2 separate regions of the Gossypium hirsutum genome follow, and region 2 is linked to region 1. The links are chromatin contacts, called in public Hi-C maps. All regions are on one chromosome and are shown on one strand. The core of a region is the stretch at or near the end of the contact, and the rest is flanking DNA. Distances in the headings are between cores, read along the strand shown. Region 1 holds the start of LOC107918136 (probable galactinol--sucrose galactosyltransferase 2). Region 2 holds the start of LOC107921220 (insulin-degrading enzyme-like 1, peroxisomal).

What was found. Hi-C and Micro-C count contacts between places; a contact is called where the count stands out from the background.
Region 2: a contact with region 1 is called in a Hi-C map of leaf, with 2.3 times the contacts expected there. The contact joins the promoter of LOC107921220 here to the promoter of LOC107918136 in region 1. A contact is called at or near these places in 3 of 34 Hi-C or Micro-C datasets (hypocotyl and leaf).

What each region holds. Positions count from the first base shown.
Region 1 is chrA01:40,908,511-40,914,043 of Gossypium_hirsutum_v2.1, reverse strand. LOC107918136 (probable galactinol--sucrose galactosyltransferase 2) reads right to left here and starts at 2,809. Exons shown (of 14, transcript XM_016847667.2): 1 at 2,579-2,809; 2 at 672-885. The coding sequence starts at 862.
Region 2 is chrA01:41,791,053-41,796,585 of Gossypium_hirsutum_v2.1, reverse strand. LOC107921220 (insulin-degrading enzyme-like 1, peroxisomal) reads right to left here and starts at 3,465. Exons shown (of 25, transcript XM_041111082.1): 1 at 3,073-3,465; 2 at 2,886-2,961; 3 at 2,373-2,440; 4 at 1,575-1,666; 5 at 1,410-1,483; 6 at 1,279-1,322; 7 at 125-176. The coding sequence starts at 3,195.

The DNA.
Region 1 (5,533 bases), core at 1,560-4,059:
CATCCAGAACTTACAGGTTTTGTAATCCTCAAGTATCACAAGTAAATGTCAGGAAAACAACAGTCCCAGCTAACAATTAGGAATAAGCAAAGCATTCGGATAATCCAAAGAACATGTACATTAAAAGTAATTTAAAATAGATTTAAGCATGAAGTATGCTAATAAATATATTTGAATCAACATTTAAGAAATGTTCTTAAAGTCTAGACTCCTATTTACTGCAAAGTCATATAATCCGATTCTTTCCAAGTTAACTAGAAAACAAATTAATCTAAATGAACCTTTTTCTAAAGGTGTAAACTGATCAAACGCGTTCAAAAAATAAAGTAAAAGGATGGTGTAGAATCTTAAGGCAACAATCAGTAACATAAGAAGCTTGATACTGTTAGAAACAAAAATAGGAACCAACCATCTCTTTCTTGACAACTAATAGTACTTTATAGCTAATGCTATCTGTTAAATTTTTTTTTTAAATGAAACAACGAAATTATAAAATGAAAATCCATTGATTTGCTAAATCTCAAACTCCCAATCCATAAATAAATTCTCACACAATGATGCAATCACCAAACAGAACATGATGAAATAACATCAATTCTAGTTAAGAAAAAGAAGGTATATGAATGTCAAAATTGGAGGATAAAAGAGTTTTCAAAGGAGAATGTGCTTACTCTAAAACACCTATTGGAAAGACATGAAGGCTTTTGCTATCCGAAGCAGTAGCACCTATAAAAGCACCAGCAACAAGCCCGACACCGGATCCTGGGGTCAAAACAATGTTGCCAGGCATTCCAGTGAGGATGGTCTTCCCATGAACCACAAGGTTCCCATCGTTGATGGAAATTCCTGGCGTGACAGTCATTTTTTATGATGAGCACCTGATAACTGTCAGACAACACAACAAACGACATCAATGACAACTCACGGAACAGATATATATATATATATATAAGAACAAAAAAAAAAGGCAAAAAGTTAAAAGATGTTTACATTAAATTCAGAAACAGAGTTTCGATAAAAACAATTAAGAATTATACTAGATAACAAAAACAAAAATTTAAAGACCACCTATTTGCAGAAGACGAATATAGCAAAATAAAAATGGGTAAGGGGTAGAGTCTAAAATTTTGACCAATGGGTTTAAAATATCTTGGAAAGTTTAGGCTTTTGTAAGGAACATTTCCAGTGCCATGAGATTTTCCAGAAGGAAGAAACCACCCCAATTGCTTCACTGATGTTGTGCTTAACATTTTCTCACCTATCCGCTGAACAATCATGGAATTTTGAACCCACCCAAAACTTATAAAGAACGAAAAAAAATTTCTGAAAAAGAAAAAATTGTGTAAAATATTAAAAAGCATTTTTAATTTATCGAGACAGAAAACCAGCTCTGTTTTTTTTTTTTGTTTATTGGGATAAAATATTATGTCCATGAAGAAAAATCTGGAATGGTCAAGGTATGAATGAAAAAAGAGAGCAACTGTTCAAATTTATTTATTTACCGTGATTTAAGCTACAGTTCGTCGCTAAATTGGGATTGTAAGCTACTTTTTGGTTTTTTTTTTTTTTGAAGGAATATACGAACTATCTTTTATAATCAAGTAACTTTCAGATGGTTTACTTGAAGATCATCAACGGAAAAAAATAAATATGAAAAAGAGAAGGCCGCCGGCGGACCACAATGATCTGTTCAGACTATAAACAAAGCTCCTCTTTTTATTAGAAAAATAAATAAATTCTTAATTTTTCACTTTCAGAAATTTTTTTTTTCTAAGAAAAAAAGAAAAGAAAAGAAAAAGTGTATGCTTAGAGTTAGAGCAAGTTTGGACGGATACACGAGAAAAGCAGGTCCAATAATCTAAAAGACCTTCACGATTAATACAGCAGAAGAAAAAACGTGAAAAAGAAAACACGAACTTCTTTTAGTTAAACAGAGGATTATAAAAAGTTGGCAAAATTTTAAACGACGATGAATTTTCAATTAAACAGATATTTATTAAAAAAAATTATCTGTCACCGTAAGAGCAAAATCATAATTCATAACCATGTAATTCGAGGGATTTATCGTCGTGATCTTAACTCTTACGTAAATAAGATTTTATTGTTATAATTACGTTCTTCGTCAAGCGCAGATCTACTCCATACCATAATCCATAGTCATGGAAAGCAGAAGCTTTATAAATCGATCAAAATCTCAGAATTAACAAACAGGAAATTTAAAAAAAAATCAGATCATAAAAACTCCAAAGCACGTCTCATTTCATGATCATGATCACCACGAAACCAGAAACAAATCGCAGAGAGGAAAAACAGGACTTAAAAAAAATGAAATAAAGTAAAATACAATTTAAATAACAAATCCATAAAACTTTCAAATTTAACAAACAAAAAGTTCCAAAAGATTTTAGATCATAGAAACTCCAAAATCCAAATCCAAATCACGTCCCATTTCATCATCACCAGGGAACCAACAACAAGTCATCCAAAAGGGAAACAAATGTTACTCTAAAAAGAGAATCCACCATAAACCACTATTTAATTTCACAGTTGACGGCTGAGAACCCCAAAATGAACTCACCTATATCCGGCGGGGCTAGCTTAGGTCGTTAAGCAGCCAATAGGACTAAGAAGCTTGAAACACTCTTGACTCCAAAACTTAAAACAAAAGAAAACGAAAGAAACACTCAGCAGAAGCGCACTCCGACAAAGGGAATGCCTCTTCTCTAGAGAGAGGGAGAGAGAGCGAAACCACTAAAAATGGCTTTGTTTTCCTCTTTCAGACAACGGATGCGAGTAATGAGGGTGAAGAAGCTGGGTTTTTATAGCCACAATTTCTGGGGGTTAAATATCGAGCAACTTCTATTACGGGATCATTGGTGTACTGCCACGTGGAATTTTATATTCTATTATTGCTATTCTTTTAGAAACGTTTTGTTTTTGTTCTACAATTTTTTTTAATGAATAAAATAATAATAAACATATTAGATATTTTGGGTTAGGGTTTATTGCTTACTGTTGCTGAGCAATCCGTGACTGAGTGACAGAAGGCATCTCTGAATTGTAAATTTAAACAGCGGTGGAAATGAAAGGGGCTTGTAATTTCTATTAAAACATGAATCTGAATATTTGTGGATCCGTATGTTACTTGTTTTTGTTAATATTTTAATTTATTTCTATTTTTTTTTCAATTTACTAAGCAATTCAATCATTCAAAGGATAATTTATTTATTTAATGCTAGTAATGGTTACCTTGATAATACTAAAAACTAATTAAATACTAAAATAATATCTCAGTGACATTATTTACCAAAATGGGTGAAATTAACAATGCTAAGAGGTGGACTGAAAGGGGTGGCAGCATCGCCCTTTTTTTCTGCTCAATTATAATACATTCATCTTTAGCTCATGATATGTTTTAAAAAATAATTTTTTAATTGTGAAGAGACGTTCTACGGCAACATTAGTATACAGAAAAAACTATTGAACAAAATACGGGTAAAAAGGGGTGAAGGGTACTAAACTGGCGGCACCAAGCTTGGAGGGCATGTGACAGCCGGCACCAGTTGGGGGAGGAAGGTTGTCAAGCGGCACGAAACCCTTATATATTTGAGTTGAACGGTTATAGTAATTTGTATGAAGCGTTGTAAAAATTTTTGTGTTTTGATTTGTTGAATTGTTTTAGTGTTTTTTGTGTTTGGTTGAATGGTTGTAGCAGCTAACAAATAAGAAGAAAGACAAGGAAATTTTTTTTGTAGAAGAGGAGAAAACAAAGAAGAGAAGTCAGAAAGATTTGTAAGGTTTGTACAGTGATTAATTTTTGTTATTATATTTTTTATAGTAGAATCTTGTTTTGTTTTTGAAAAAAATATTGAGAAATTTAATTATGTTTAAATATTTTTACATATTTATATTGAAGATGGATAATCAATTTGCGTTTATTTCGATAGAGTAATTTTAACAACATTTGGTTTTATATTTGAATTTCACCAACAAATAGCTATGAGATTTAATAAAAATGTGTCGATTGATAATATGAAAGAAAGGATCAGTTCAAAAATTATTAAACATTGTGGGAAGAGAATCTCGAAACTATTCTACAAAGTCCCAGTTTCGACAAATCCCATCAAATTCACCGAGATGGAATTTGTAGACTGATGGGATTTATAGACAATGAAGACATAGAGACAATAGTCGCACTTTATTACCAGAATCAGAGTGGCCACACTGAATTGGTTCAGTTGTTTGCTAAGTTAGCTGATGTAGAGCCAAGTGAAGATTTCACTTCATTAAGTGAAGAACATGAAGTTTAAAGATCCGTGTATGGAGGTTCCGAGAACGTCCGTTGATAGGCGAACGACTATATGCATGTTTGACATCAATATTAATTCTCCATATGTGTTTGAGAACCTTAACCCAGGTCTCCGTTTACAAATACATTCGCCAGTAATTGAGACCGATGCAAATGGTGAAGATGGACGTGATAATAATAGTCCTTCTGATTAAGAGGCTGAAGATTATAGTGATCCCGATTTAGACGAGGTCCCGGATGATATCGACGGTGAAGGCATGAATGATGATAGAACTATTTACGCTTCTTCAACCAGGAACCCAAGTTGAGGCATTGTCATGCACAATGATCCTAGGGCCCACATGTCGACCGTAAATCCTAATGTGGCGTATACATTTAAGTTTTCGGAGTACCCCGATATATTACCTGCCTGCCGATTGGCCATAAATCTTGAATGTGAGGAGTTGTTTGTAGGCCAAAAATTTACAACTAAGGAAGACTGTTGATGCGGTCGTTGAGAGCACCAAAAATATCCTATTCCCTGTAAAATAATAAAAATAACAGTAAATGGGAAGTAAGGTCGAATCCTCAGGGACCGGATTGTACGAATGCTCGTTTCTTGAAATCTTAGACAATTTCTTGGCCAAGAAACTTGCGTTCCTGAAAAAATTAAAAAAATAGAATTAAGAATTTCGATTTGGAAAAATAAAAATAGTATTTAAATTAAATTGAAATTGCAAAATTAAATAAATGACGGAAATTGAGATGGAGAATATATAAAAATAATAAAGAGAGTTAAAGGAAAAGAAATTCTTATTGGTAGATTCCAGCCTCCAGTTGTCTCATTCCGCCTTGGGTTCAATCCTCAGCTTTTAAATAACCCTTCTCAACTCAAGTAAGCCAGTTATAGTGGAAGAGGACGCCTACGACCACCAGCTCCAAAGATTAGACTTACGATTTTTAGGGAACCTGACTCTAGCTAGTAATCTATGTTAGATCAATGCTTCTCAATGGCGAATCCCACGCCATTTTGTCTCTTTGGCTTGCCAACCTCTGACGCAGTAAGTTAACGAACCGACTGTGTAATCCTTCCAAAACATACAAAGCGGCCGCCTTTGCATATGCTGAAAAGCTTACTTCTTAAGGGCCATGGACGGAAGCGTCAGCCCGTAGTGCGGAGAAACGATGAATACTTGGCGAGAAGGCTAAGTACGGATTCTAGGCCTCAAGAACCCTTTTTGGGGA
Region 2 (5,533 bases), core at 2,216-4,715, 880 kb before region 1:
GACTACCTATAATGCAGAATGCATCCCAATAGCCTGCTAGTCTAAGAATTCAACTAAAGAGAAAAGGGAAGACAGAAGGGGTCAAGGGAAGAAGGAACGAAGATCAGTAAGAAAGGGTTTTAACCTCCACCGAATTTATGATATGGATGACTTTCCAAGCTTAGATGTTTTTGAAGCTGCAAAGAAGGAAAAAGTTAAAACAAAAAAAAAACAGTTAGGAATACATCTAGAAATTTCACCATTGAGTACGAATTTTTAACATGCAAGTAAGCAAGCAGACTAATCCTTTTAAATACTCATGTAAAATTACAATAAAGCATAAGTAATAAAATCTTTTTTTTTTAAACTTTGTTTCTCTATCAGGTAAGATATTATGCTAATCAATCAACCAATCATTATGTGGATAAACTACTTCAAATACAATATTCAAACATAAATTGAAAATAATTAACATACGGGTCAATTACAAATCATACAAATAAAATAATTAATAAAATAATGAAATGCAGGCGACTTGAGAATTAACATGCATATTAACACTTTAAATAGAATTTAAAAATAAAATTATAAACTTTAATCTAAAAATAAAAATAAATAATATAAAATATTGTTTTTTCTTAAGTTCAATATAGATATTAAATAGATTAATGAATTATCATCCACAACAATCTCTTTGAATACATCATTTAAAACATAATAATAGATAATCAATAAATTAATTCTTTTTTTCAAGCAGGTCAAATATGAATCCCAAATCAACTTGTAACTTACCATGTAAGTTAACCCCTTTAAAATATCATTTTAAAAGTAAATCAAGAAACTTAAAATATTTTTTTTAAAAAACTAACAACCAATAAAAACATGCCCATAAGGGCTGTAAATTAATCCTAGATCATGAGATTTTTTTTTTCCTTCAAACAGTTTAAGTTTTAACCCTAGATCAACTTATGAGTTGCCATGTAAATTAATCCCTTTAAAATATCATTCTAAAATGTAAAACAAAGAAAAAACCAAATTAAAAAAAAAACTAAATTCAATAAAAATGTACTTGTATTGCAGAAGGGCTGGACATGTGTCACATAGACACTCTGTTAGGGGATTGCGGGATGGGGATTCGACTCCAAAATCCATTTCTTCCAAAAAAAAAAAAGAAGAAAAATAGGTAGTAACAGAAAGGGAAATTTTTACCAACATTTTAATTTAGTGAAAGCTGAGATTTTGCAATCTTTCAAAATGGTTCAACAATAAGAAAATAATACAACAATAAGAAAATAATACCTGGCTCATTCTCCTCTCATCAGACAATAAGTACATTTTGTTCTCTACAAAGAAAAAGTCATGTTGATTAATTATAGATTAAAATAAAGGAATCTATGTGTTAAAAGTAAACCAAGAACCAAAGTGATAACCAGAATCAACAGCTTTAATTTCCCTCATGGTAGCATCAGCCGACATCAATGGTTTAATGAAGAACTGTGCAAACCTAAAGAGCAAGGAAAACACCCAGTCTCGCATGCATTAAAAGAACAAGATGAAAATAACTGCTAAAGGAAGACTGCATAAACAACATCTACCGGTCCAAAGCCTCTTCAAAGCAATCGGTGTTGGCATCAAAAAAATAGTTGGTCATCTCAGAAGCTGTGAAGGCATTTGTGCTGCCTCCATGCTGTAAATCAGGAAAATAAAACTACTTAAATTTTAAATCAAAGGAATATTATCTGAAAACAAGTCATGCAAATGATTTTACTTCACTATAAGCCTCTTGTCTTAAGGCATCCCTTTACAAATTTTGAAGTTAATTCTATTCAAAGTTAGCTAACAATTAATCGGTTATTAGATCACAAACATCTTACATGAATCCTTTCAAATTTGATGTTCAATTGGTTCTAAGATTAAGATTGCTTATCTATTATGCATGTCTTTCTGTAATTATAATATTATACAATTGTTTTGGCAAAAAAAGATACCAAGAATTTGTAATCACCCCTTTTATTGATGCTTCAGAAATAATTTTGATACTTTTATGGTTTAAAAGGTTTAGAAGTGCTTATCTATTACAATGGTTTTTATATCAATAACAGCCAAATAACTGATCCAAATACCTGACCTCATAAAAGGCACAGTAATTTTAATGGCGTAAGGTATGATGCAAGTGACTAGTAAGCAATACTAGAGATACTAAGAACCTGAACCCCTCTCAAACTTTGGTTTTTTCTTTTTCTTTTTTTCTCCCTTTCTTTTAACAATTTCTGCATACTTATATAGCAAGTTTGTAATTAAAACACGAGGAACTTTAACTTCATAAAAAGTAACCATTAAAACCGCATGAACTCATCAATAGATGACCATTCTGCATTTAAGATGGGCAATACCTCTGTTATATACTTTAAGTAGCTATCTTCCAAGGGATACTTCTCGCTAGCATAAAACAGCATGTGCTCTGCAAGGAAGGACAACATGTTAAACATAAAAAACAAAGTAAAAATCATAACTATCCCACTACCATGCAATTCTTGTTCAATTGCTGGACCAGAGTTCTTTCAACAATTAAATCAATGCACAGAAACAATAATACCACAAAAAATAATCAGAAAATCAATAAGATCATTTTGAATTATTTACGATAAGGGAAGTTCAACCCAGTAATAATAAACTTTACTGAACCAACAGAATTTTTTTTTAATCAGCATTAATGACATATTTTAGTGAGAGCTATACTGATTACAAAATTTTAGCCCATTCAATTTATTTAAGAACACGATGAGGAACAGAATTGCTTAAGTCACACACTGTTAAATTCAAAGAATAGAAGTAACACAAAAAATTCCTGGCAGTTCACATATACAAAAAGAAGATCAAATAAATGGATTAAAAAAAATAAATACCAAGAAAATGGGCGAGGCCTTCGAGGCCGACAGGGTCACAAAAGGAACCGACACCCACATTTAAAGAAGCAGCACACTGTAACATAAAATAAATAAAAAAAGAAACAAGGAAATTAGAAAGAAAGGTTCATAATAGTAATGGATTTGGGAATGAAATGAAAGTCAAGGAATTGGAAGATTAATTTGCCTTGTCGGTGTCGGGATCGCTAATAAGAAGAACTTGAAGGGAATTTTTAAGGACGATCCTTCGGTACTCTCTTTTGTCCGTTTTGGGCTTTAAAATCTCCACATCTTCAATGCTGACCGCCATTTCTCAGTTCACTGCTTATCTATGTTTGGATGATTTGAGCTTGGGTATGGAAAGCGGAAGAGAAGATTGAGTTATTAATCTGCTACTTCCGGGCCGGATGATACGTCTATAAAGAGAGAAAGAGGAAGGTTCGTAGTTTCTTTCCATACTTTCTCAAACTTGACTTTGCTTCACCTAAAATTGACTGTACATGGATCAAGTCTTTTTTTTTTCTCTTGTTCTTTTGTCCAACACATGGATCAAAGATTGTTTTGATTTGGGCGTTTAGTTTGTATACAGCGTTAAGATTACATAACTTGCAGGTAAAACCTTGTACTCTTTACAATTTTGGAATGTAATTCTATTTTAAGAAATTTAGCGAAATTTAGCCTATTCTAATTATTAAAATTGTTAAAATTTTTTTTGTTAAATTTATTAGTGTGAAATTTTAAAATAATAAAAATACTCATTTTGTAACAATGTAAATAAAAAAAATGAGATTTTAATTAAGTTAAATTTTAAAATTTGAAAAGTATAAGGAATAAATTTCTAGAAATAAAAGCCTACAAACTAAATTTTAAATTTACAAATCTTAGAATGACTTATGGCATATTTTTACTCAAAAATAATATAAAAATATATAAATTAGCTATCTATAAAAAAATTATATTAAGAAATTAATCTATATGTAACACTCATTACCCGAGTTACATAAATAACTGAGGAAAGGACGTCACACAGTGGCGTAGCCAGGGGGGCTAGCATGGGCCCCGGCCCCCCCTAAAATGGAAAATTTCACTTTAGGCCCTTACAATTTTTTAAAAATTTTAAATTAGTAAAGGTAAAATTGCACTTTAGCCCCTCCTAAAATTATAAAAATTCAATTTAATCATTTACATATTATAAAAATATAAACTATAAAAAATTAAAATTTCATCCGGCCCCCCCTAAAAAAATTTTCTGGCTTCGCCCCTGATGTCACATTTGGACATTAAGTTCACTAACTTCACAAAACTTTATAGATAATATTAAACACTTCATTTGAACTTTATTATGGTCTTTTAAAGTAATTTGAACCATTTCTAAACTTCCTTTAAAGTTTGTTGTAATCAGGATCATTCTAAGCTTGTTTGGACACAAAATAGTGAAAACAAGGCACTTGTTGCGCAGCATCTAGGGATTTTGCGGCACAAGTCCTTATTACTATTTATTTTTTCTCTTTGAAGGACTTATACCGATACTTATTGGTATTTGTTGCAGCACATCTATCCTAAAGTGTCAAAATGACCTTAAAACACCTTATTTACATGCCAAAACATGTCAAATTCTTGTTCAATCATTCTTGACCATTTTTAAACCTTAATCCACTTAAAAACATCATTTAAGATATCATACATTCGTCCATGATTAACCTCTAAGTAATATATTCTAGGATTCTCAACAAATTTCGACTTAATTACATGACAAATTAGTACCAAAATCATTATTTCTCAACACTTATAATACCTAGGTACTTGTAACACCTATACCCAACCTGATCATCGGGTCAGAGCTATGGGACGTCACATTCATTGTCAGAGCAATTACAATCAACTACGATTCAATTTAACCAAGTATAGATGCTATTAATTATAATATGTATTCACCATATGTTATACATTCATTTCCAGGTCCTTTACAAGCTTACGAAAGCTCTTAAGATGACTCGAGGTTGAGTAAGGACCAAATTATAAAGTTTTCAGAATATCGGGTTGACGTCGCGACTTTAAGAGTTTCTCATTGCAATGCAACTCACTAACTTGATCTCGTCATGACGTTAAGGGGCCCAATGTCGCAACGTGACCATCTACTTTCAAATGGTACAAATTTTGCAACACCTAAACAATTAAACTTATGATCCAGTTCGACCATTTCAACAAGGATTCATCTCAAATATGTTTACTTCTAAACATTAACATCTTTTATACATATGCATTACATCAAATTTATCATTTCAACTTAAACACATATGCCAAGTTCCACGAGTCTAACTATTTAACCATATGATAGAAATACACTTATATGCCATACGTCATACATCATCTCATTCAATTCATATATATACCAATCTCAATTATATAACCAACCATTTGGCCATACTAAACTTTACCATTTCTAGATTTAATTATCAACAAGATCTCATATTATGAAAATTGACTCAAAACCTACGTACATGCCATTTATCGAAACAAAATGATGTTAGAAAAAACGAGTTTGAAAAACGCAGCGGAAAATAAATTTAGAGAAAAACCATGGTTTTAAAATTTTTCCAAAACAAGATATTGGTTGTGATATCTAAAGTAATAAACACTTACTCAAA